Regions from separate parts of the Pan troglodytes genome. Here region 1 is linked to region 2. The links are chromatin contacts, called in public capture Hi-C maps. All regions are on one chromosome and are shown on one strand. Each heading gives the region's core, a stretch centred on a gene start, on an enhancer-like site or on the middle of the called end of the contact. The rest is flanking DNA. Distances are from core to core; before and after follow the strand shown.

Region 1 (4,238 bases), core at 1,449-3,948, 200 kb before region 2:
TTCAAATCTCTACATCAGGATGAAGTCTGGACACCTTAGACTGGCACTTACCCCCACAGGCTGCCTGCACCCATACCTTCTCCATTAGCTTTTCCCTCCCTGAACCCAAACTTCACCCAAGCCAGCATTCCCCCAGAAATATCTGCACCTCCACACCCCACTATTCCCACCTATGACTTTGCTAAGACATGTCTGTTACAGGGGACTCTTCCCTTCCCCTCCTCCCTCTGCTCTCCAAGTCTCACCACCCTCCCCATCTCCATCCTGCATAACGATGTCACCATTCTTTGGTGCTGAGGCCAGGCAGCTAGTGGGGCTTTTTCATCGTGATTGTCTTGGTCCCAAACTGAACTGAACCCCTCAAAGCCTCCAGGACTGCCATGAGCTCCTGCTTGCCATCCCATCCCTGTTCCCTGGCCCACTGCTTGGAATGCAGCAGGCCCCCGACAAATGCTTACCTGCTTCAGTGGGCAAAGGCAGCTCATGGACCACAATTTTGTTTCCTGCAGGGGGACCACAGACACGTTTGAGTTTGACAGCATCTACTTGGGGGACATTGCCTCCCTCTGTGTGGGCCACCTTGCCAGGGAAGACCGGTTTATCCCCAAGAGAGAACTTGTCTGGCATGTCAAGACCATCACCATCACCGAGATGGAGTACGGCAATGTGTATGTACTGAGCCTCTCCCCAAGGAAGTGCCACTCCCTCAGCATGGGGCAGGGACTGAGCTGGACCATGGGCAAGAGAGCAGGGTGTGATGAGGTCTCTTCTTCAAGGTCAAGATTACCCTGTTCAGGAGGCCTAGAAGGCAGGAAGGGAAGAGACAGCTGTATGCTTCTGAAGCTATCTGGATTGTGCACCTACTATCAGAGGCAGGGGAGTAGGCCAGATGACCTAGGGTGCATCTAGTCTTTGGATCCAGGGATGCTTCCTTGGAAGGATACTGAGAAAGTCAAACAGTGCCAGAGAGCAGAGGCTTTCCTTGCCTTCCCCTTCCCTCAATCTAAAATGACAAAGAAACACAGTTTTGAAGCCTGCTGTTTACACGGTCATAGTGAAAACCCACCATCCATGTGGGCAGAGTAGGGACCAGAGACAAGCTAGGGTAATCCAATGGTCCATCTGCCTCACAGTACCCCAGATAAGGGGCTTTGCATTCTCTCATCAGAGCCTTCTGGAGACTCAGACATTTCTGGAAGATTAAGGGTCTTAGTTACCTGGGCAACATAGTCACAGTCATCAATTTGTCTAATTAAAACCCCTTGGTAACCAAGCTGGAAGCCAGGAAGAGCCCTGAGGCTCTGGAAGGCAGGAAAGGTGCTGAGAAGGAGCCAGGGGAGGGTGGAAAGGGGAATCCAAGGTCAAGGCTTGCCAAAGGGTAAGTGAAAGCTGAGTACATAGCTCACAGGGCCAGAACCACCGTGGACCCTCCCACATCTGCACCTCTCCCTGGGGCTGGCCCTGCTCATACCACACCCTAGAGCCTTCCCTGCACAAGGAAAGGTAGCCCTTGTCTGCACAGAAGCGGCAGCCAGGCTGGACCTAGGCAGAGCCCTCGGCTATGGGCTCTGGCCCTCAGGAGCCCAAGCTTCTCAAAGCCACACTTGTCCAACCTGCAGCTCCCTGGATTTGGCTCCCCCAGACCAAGCAACTCCTTGGGAATTTGGCAGAAGAGATTCTGACCTCTGCTCAGACTGCCATAACAAAATATCAGAGAGTGGGTGGCTTAAACAACAGAAAGCTATTTCTCACAGCTTTGGAGGCTGGAAGTCTGAGATCAGGGTTCTAGCATGGTGGAGTTCTGGGAGGACTCTCTTTCTGTCCTGCACATGGCCGCCTTCTCTCTGTGTCCTCACGTGGCAGAGAGAGAGAGCTCTGGTTTCTCTTCCTCTTTGTGTAAGGGCACTAATTCCATCATAAGGGCCCCACCCTCATGACCTTATCTAAACCTAATTATCTCTTGAAGTCCCCCATCTCCAAATACCATGGCATTGGGGGTTCCAGCTTCCATGTATAAATTTGGGGAGATACAACTCTGTTCATAGCAACTTCCCTCTTGAGCTATGGCATTATTTGCTGCTCTTTTAGAGAAAGCCCAGCTCAAGTACAATCAATCCTGTAGGAGTTGCTCTATGTGGCTGCTAGGACCAGTACTGATGAGAACTTGACAGCTGGGAGACTATCCCAGAAAAGAGAATGACTCACTGAGCAAGTCAGGGCCAGGCCTAAGCCCTTTCCATGGCTCAGTACTACCTCCCATCCACAAGGACTGTGTCTGCTGATACTGCTCATCTGCAAACCTCCCAAAATAAACAAAACAAAATAAAATAGTCACCCTCACATTACCCTTAAACCCACAATGTTGGCCGAGAGAGAGTTCTCAGCACCACCTGGCACCTTCCTGTCTTAGGAGGAAAGGAAGGCAAAGGCCCAGCTGTAAGCTTCCTGCCCCACAGTCCTGGGCCTGAGTTGTAGAATTTTCCATCCTGCAGAAGAAAAAGCTGCTCTTAATTGAAGCATCTTTCCCTCCAGCCTCAGGAATGCAGCCTGTCTTGTTGTCACCAGGGCTGGAGGGGGGAGGAAGAGATATCTGTGGGGAAGGGGCTCTTCCTGAAGTGAAGGGGTTGCAGGGGGTCCAGGCCTCTGGATACTAGCGCTGTCACCTGGTCAACTGTGTGGCCTCCAGCAGTTACCCATCACCTCCTTGTGCTTCACGCTGCCCTTTGGGAGGACAGCTGGATGCTCTATAGGGTCTAGGGTAGAGGGACGATGGCAGGGGTGTCAGCCTAGGAGCTCTCTGAAGTCATGCCCTAGCTCACCCCTGCCTGCCTGCAGTTCTCAAGCCTGTGGTCTCTGCTGGATAAAAACCTGTCACCTGCAATTCTCAAGCCTTGTTCTCTGCTGGATGAAAACCTGTCGCCTGCAGTTCTCAAGCCTGTGGTCTCTGCTGGATGAAAACCTGTCGCCTGCAGAAATACCACCTTCGTCCAGAAGGGGGACTTTGCAGGCATGTTTAATCGTGGTGACAATTCACATGGCCTCATTCTAGAAGGAACCTACATTCTGCATTATAAAACCACTTGCTTAACACTGTGTGTAACATCCACAATTCCTTTCCTGCCACCATGTTAGCCATATTTGGAGTTACATGAATTACAAATGAATTTAATCTCAATATCTCATATACACAATAACTCCAAATGTCCATCTCACAGCTATTTCCATTCTGATCCCTCTTTTGCAGTGTGCTGTTGACCTTCCTGACCAGTTCTCATTCATCACTAATAGCCTCAGGATTTGGGTGAAAGGTCATACAAAAAGACCTTATTTTTTAACTGAAAACACCTTTATTGTTTATCCCGGTAGCATATCTAATACACAACCATAAAAATTCAAATACAGAAACGTATGTAAAAGAAAGTAAAAATTCCCTACAGCCCTGCCCATCAGAGGTGGCCACCATGATGAGCATTTTGGTGACCCCATTCTCTCTGGGATTTTTCTAATACACAATGTTCACAGATGTGTGCTTATACATAGTTTTGAATATGTATCACTTTTTTCTGCTCATTTTTCTCTGCTTTTGCCTTTACTCTGGCTGGACACCTTCCCCCCTTTCTAGCAGGAGCAGCCCGCTGAGTGTCCTTCCAAAGCCAGAGCTTTGTGTAAGTCTGCAGGGCCCACATTTTGGTGATCCTATAATTATGTCTATCAGAAAACATTTCCTTATATCTACACCAGGGAATATTTTTCAGCCATCAAAAATAATGAATTAAATACATACCAGATGACTTGGAGCAATTCCCAGGAAGTATTATTGAGTGAGAAAAGCGAGACACAGGAAAACATGTCTTATGTGATGCCGTTTTGTAAAGGGAACACTGACATCCCCATATGTCTATGTACACGTGGGTCTGTGCAGGGTTGGGTGAAATGGAGGGAAATTTGGCAGGCTACACCCTCAACTGTTACATGGGTTATCTGAGGAGAAGCGATGCTGAAGTGAGAAGAAGGAGAAAGAAAGAGAGCCAAGCAAAGAGGGAGCAAAAAAAAGTACGTTTAGAAAAGTATGTATATGATCAGATGATTTTTGTATTTATATAGAATGATGCATATTAGTGGGCATATGCATAAAGAGATACATTTTAAGAGAATTTTAAAACAATGCAAGTATCTCCTCCTCTAAGAAATTGTAGTATGTAACAACAATCCAAATTTATCCAGTGATAAATTGGGGG
Region 2 (3,732 bases), core at 788-3,287:
ATCTTAGCATTGAAAGGAGCCAGAGAAGGGCAGGGAATCTTCAGTAACATTCAGAGAAGAAAGTGACACAAGAACTAGCTTCCACTGAATACTCCCAGGAATGGGCACTCCCCTCCCTCCCAAGGCAGCCTGACCCCTGAGGGAGAATTTCTTCCTGGAACGCTCTTCCCATTGTCCATGAGCTGAAATTGGCCTCTCTGAGCCTCTGTGTTCTACTCATGCCCCCTCGAATGGTACCCAGTAGACTACAGATTCTTCCTGACAGCCTGTTGACTCCTCAAAAACTGAGAGCATGACCCCTTTTCTAGGTTCAACAATTCTGAACCCCTTGCCATCTTCTATATTACCTAAATTCCACTCTGCCGGTAATTCTTGTCAGCCGTGTTATTAAATCATGCCATTCAGTTAGAATTGTAGGTGTCTTTTAGTTACTTCTTTATGATCTTCTGTATTTTCCCAATTTCTTACCATGAATGTATATTACTGCCATTATTACAAAGAATAATTTCATGTATGATGTTACTTCTCTGTTGTCCTGCTATTGCTTTTCACTCTTAAATGGCTGGCGCCTCCAGAGCCACTGACGTTCTCTAATGTGCCATCCCTCCCCATCAGAGAGAGGGTCAGGGTGCTCCTCTGACCCTCCAGTGACTGGATTAGAGCCCCGTGGCTTCCACTGTCATGGACTTCGCCTAACGGGACATCCCCCTGTTCACACATCACTTTCTCATGACCACACAGAGAGCATGGGAGACTTCGTTCAGTGCCTTGTGATGATACCCTTTGCATTTCCTATGATGCTGACAATAAATATGTGACGTGAATGAAAAAAAATTATTGGCTGAGCACGGTGGCTCATGCCTGTAATCCCAACACATTGAGAGAACAAGTGGGTCACTTGAGCCCAGGAGTTTGAGACCAGCCTGGGCAACACAGCAAAACCCTGCCTCTACACAAAATACACACACACACACACACACACACATGAAAAAAATTAGCCGGGCATAGTGGTGTGCACCTGTGGTTCCAGCTACTTGGGAGGCTGACACTGGAGGATTGCTTGAGCTCAAGAAGGCAACGCTGCAGTGAGCCATGATTGTGCCACTGCACTCCAGCCTGTGTGACAGAGTGAGATCCTATCTCAAAAAAAGAAAAAAAAAAAAAAAAAGGAAGAAAAGAAAGAAAAAAAAGAAAAAGAAAACAAAATTATTTGATAACGCAAGTCCCTGGGAGTTTGATTTGACATGATTTTAATGAGTTAATTCCAGGATGGGCACAGCTCTTCGCAAAGTGCTCCCAAACCACCTGTTTAATAATTCTAGAATGCTACTGAGTGTCACTAAGCTTACATCCCAGGAATCATGTTCTTCACTTTTTGGAAATCGGGACATTTTGCTCCCTCTGGCTGGTTGGTCCTTCCTCTCTTTCTGAACTCATCCTAAAAGTCCTGTCTCCTTCTCCGGCCATTCAGGACCACTCTCCCTTCCTGCAATTGTGGTAATTATTCAGAACCAGAATGAAACAACAGCAGTAGTAATAGCTGCCACATACTGGGAGCTTGCTCTATGCCAGACACCATGCTCAAGGACTTCACAATACTTCATCACGTGTATCACTTAGCACTGTATCATACTTTTGAATATATATGTGTGTGTGTAAAGTTTTAATCACTTGAATAACAGCTGCTATTATGACCATTTAGCAGATGAAGAAACTGATTCAGAGAGGTTCAGGCTCCTGCACTGAGCCTTAGACAGTGAACAATTTCAGGGTCCAAACCTGGGTTTATCTGGGTCCAAAGTCCAAGTTCTTACTTCCTCTACCCTGGCATTGTTTCTGGGGCTTTCTATTATTTCTGAGGCTTCCATCTGAATATTTCTAGCACGTCCTGTGCAGCACCTAACATGGCCATAGGCACACAGTAAGGGAGTCCTTAGGGGCCAAGTGGTTTTTCTAGAGCACTGGCCATGGTCCTGCCTCTTGTGGGTGCTGGTGTCATCTTTCACCTCCACCTCCAGGCACCGGGAGAAGCTGACTGGAGGGGATTTGGCAGAGGCCAAAGAGGGCTCAGCCCAGCTGTCTCCACCTCTCTTGCTGGATGGGAGAGGCACCACATTACAGAAACTGATATACCCAATTCCCTGAGACCCAGGGAGGGCAATCCTGTGAGAAGTTTCCACCCTTTGTTCTCTCCCACCGAGCCCCCAGGGGCTGATAATCTAATTCTCAACAAGTCCTTCCTGGCTGGTAATTGAATTGTGTTTTCCTCCCAGTCCAATCAGGGCCCTCATCCTACATCTGTCTGACAAAACACTAGGCCAGGCATCTTGGGAGGGGCAGAGACCTGGGAGGCACTTTTCAGCTTCCAGGAGCTTAATATTTCAGTTGCCACAGGTGCAGGGACTGACATTCTATTGACTAGCAATCCATGACTGCTGCCCACTTCCAGGACAATCGCTGAGGTCAGGAGGGCTCAAGGCGGTGAGCCTTAAAGGAGGGTTGTGTTGTGGAGGAGGGGATGATGGACAGCTGGGTTCTGGTAGACAGGGAGGAAAGGCGGAGGTGTGGGCAAAGTCCTGGAGGTGGGAACATGCATGACACATTCAAGTAACAAGAAGTAAGTCTGCCTGGATGGGCCTTCACTGTCTTCAACCGAGGGATGACGAATGACTCCAAAACACTCAAATTGTTCCTGGGAAGTCGGGTGGGGGGAAGTGTGAGTCAGCAGGCTCCTCTCACTATGCCTATGGCCCAGCCTCGGTCTACAGAACAGAGAGAGCCTGGTGCTGGAACTGGGTGTGCAAGGGTGCCCCAAATCAGGACACAACCACCTCATTCGTCCAGCCCAGAAATAGGGACATTTCTTCATCTCCTCTCCCACTCCTACCTAATCTAATCTGTCTCCAAGTCCTGCCTATTTCACCATCTCAGCTCTTCAGTCATCTCTCTGGCAGGCAGGCACTGTCACATCTCCCCCGTCTCTTGGGGACGAGCCCCTCCCTGATTGCTCTCCTCCACCTTGTTGCTCTCTGGCACATCCACACATATCTCCATGTGGCTCCCCCATGCATGCCACTTTCCATGGCTTCCCAGTGCCTTTAGGTCCAGAGCCTTTTGTGGCTTTGTCCTCTCATCTGGCTGGTGCCATCTCTTGCGACTCTTAAGCTCCCCAAAACATTCTGGTTTAGTGCTGGGCCTTTAGCTCAATTTATGATTATAACGCCCATCCCACCAGTGCCTTCTATATGTGCTTAATCCTCACGGAAACCCCGTGTGGAAGAGGAACAGAGAGGTTAAGTGACTTGTCTGTGGTCACACAGCTGGTAAGGGCGGAGCAGGATTCGCACCCAGGTGACTTATTCCCATAGCCCAGCTTCTTTATTTTTAGAGACAGCGTCTTGCTCTGTCACCCAGCCCAGAGTACAGGGACATGATCATAGCTCATTGGAACATTGAACTCGTGTAGTCCAGCTTCTTAACACTAGATTATAGTCTCTTCAGAAATGTCTATGGACACCAGTGGCCCCCTAGCCCTTCACATTCCCCTCCAACGTATGTTCACTATCAAGTCCCAACTGCATTTAAGGTTTCTGCTTATCTGACACCCCTCCACGAAGCTTTCTCTGGTGCCCCACTGTCCAGGTTTGGGTTAGGGCGGTGGTTCCCCTACTTTGATGCACACTGGAATTACCTGGGAATCTTTGTAAAAATCCTGCTGCCTGACTCCCACTC

The links. Capture Hi-C pulls out chosen DNA fragments and counts their contacts.
Region 1: a contact with region 2 is called in a capture Hi-C map of stem cell-derived neural stem cells, with 3 times the contacts expected there. The contact joins two enhancer-like sites. A contact is called at or near these places in 3 of 7 Hi-C or Micro-C datasets (blood, induced pluripotent stem cells and stem cell-derived neural progenitor cells) and 1 of 1 other capture datasets (stem cell-derived neural stem cells).

The regions. Positions count from the first base shown.
Region 1 is chr17:56,331,296-56,335,533 of NHGRI_mPanTro3-v2.0_pri, reverse strand. LOXHD1 (lipoxygenase homology PLAT domains 1) reads left to right here. Exons shown (of 42, transcript XM_054672174.2): 40 at 510-668. Among named protein-coding and RNA genes, the nearest start is that of ARK2C, 150 kb to the right of the region's middle. Within about 2 kb of position 2,698, at least 4 of the 24 cell types and tissues checked have an H3K27ac peak or open chromatin away from gene starts, as enhancers often do. A contact at or near this core is called in stem cell-derived neural stem cells, where this site is marked.
Region 2 is chr17:56,134,271-56,138,002 of NHGRI_mPanTro3-v2.0_pri, reverse strand. No RefSeq gene overlaps it. Among named protein-coding and RNA genes, the nearest start is that of ARK2C, 49 kb to the left of the region's middle. Within about 2 kb of position 2,037, at least 5 of the 24 cell types and tissues checked have an H3K27ac peak or open chromatin away from gene starts, as enhancers often do. A contact at or near this core is called in stem cell-derived neural stem cells, where this site is marked.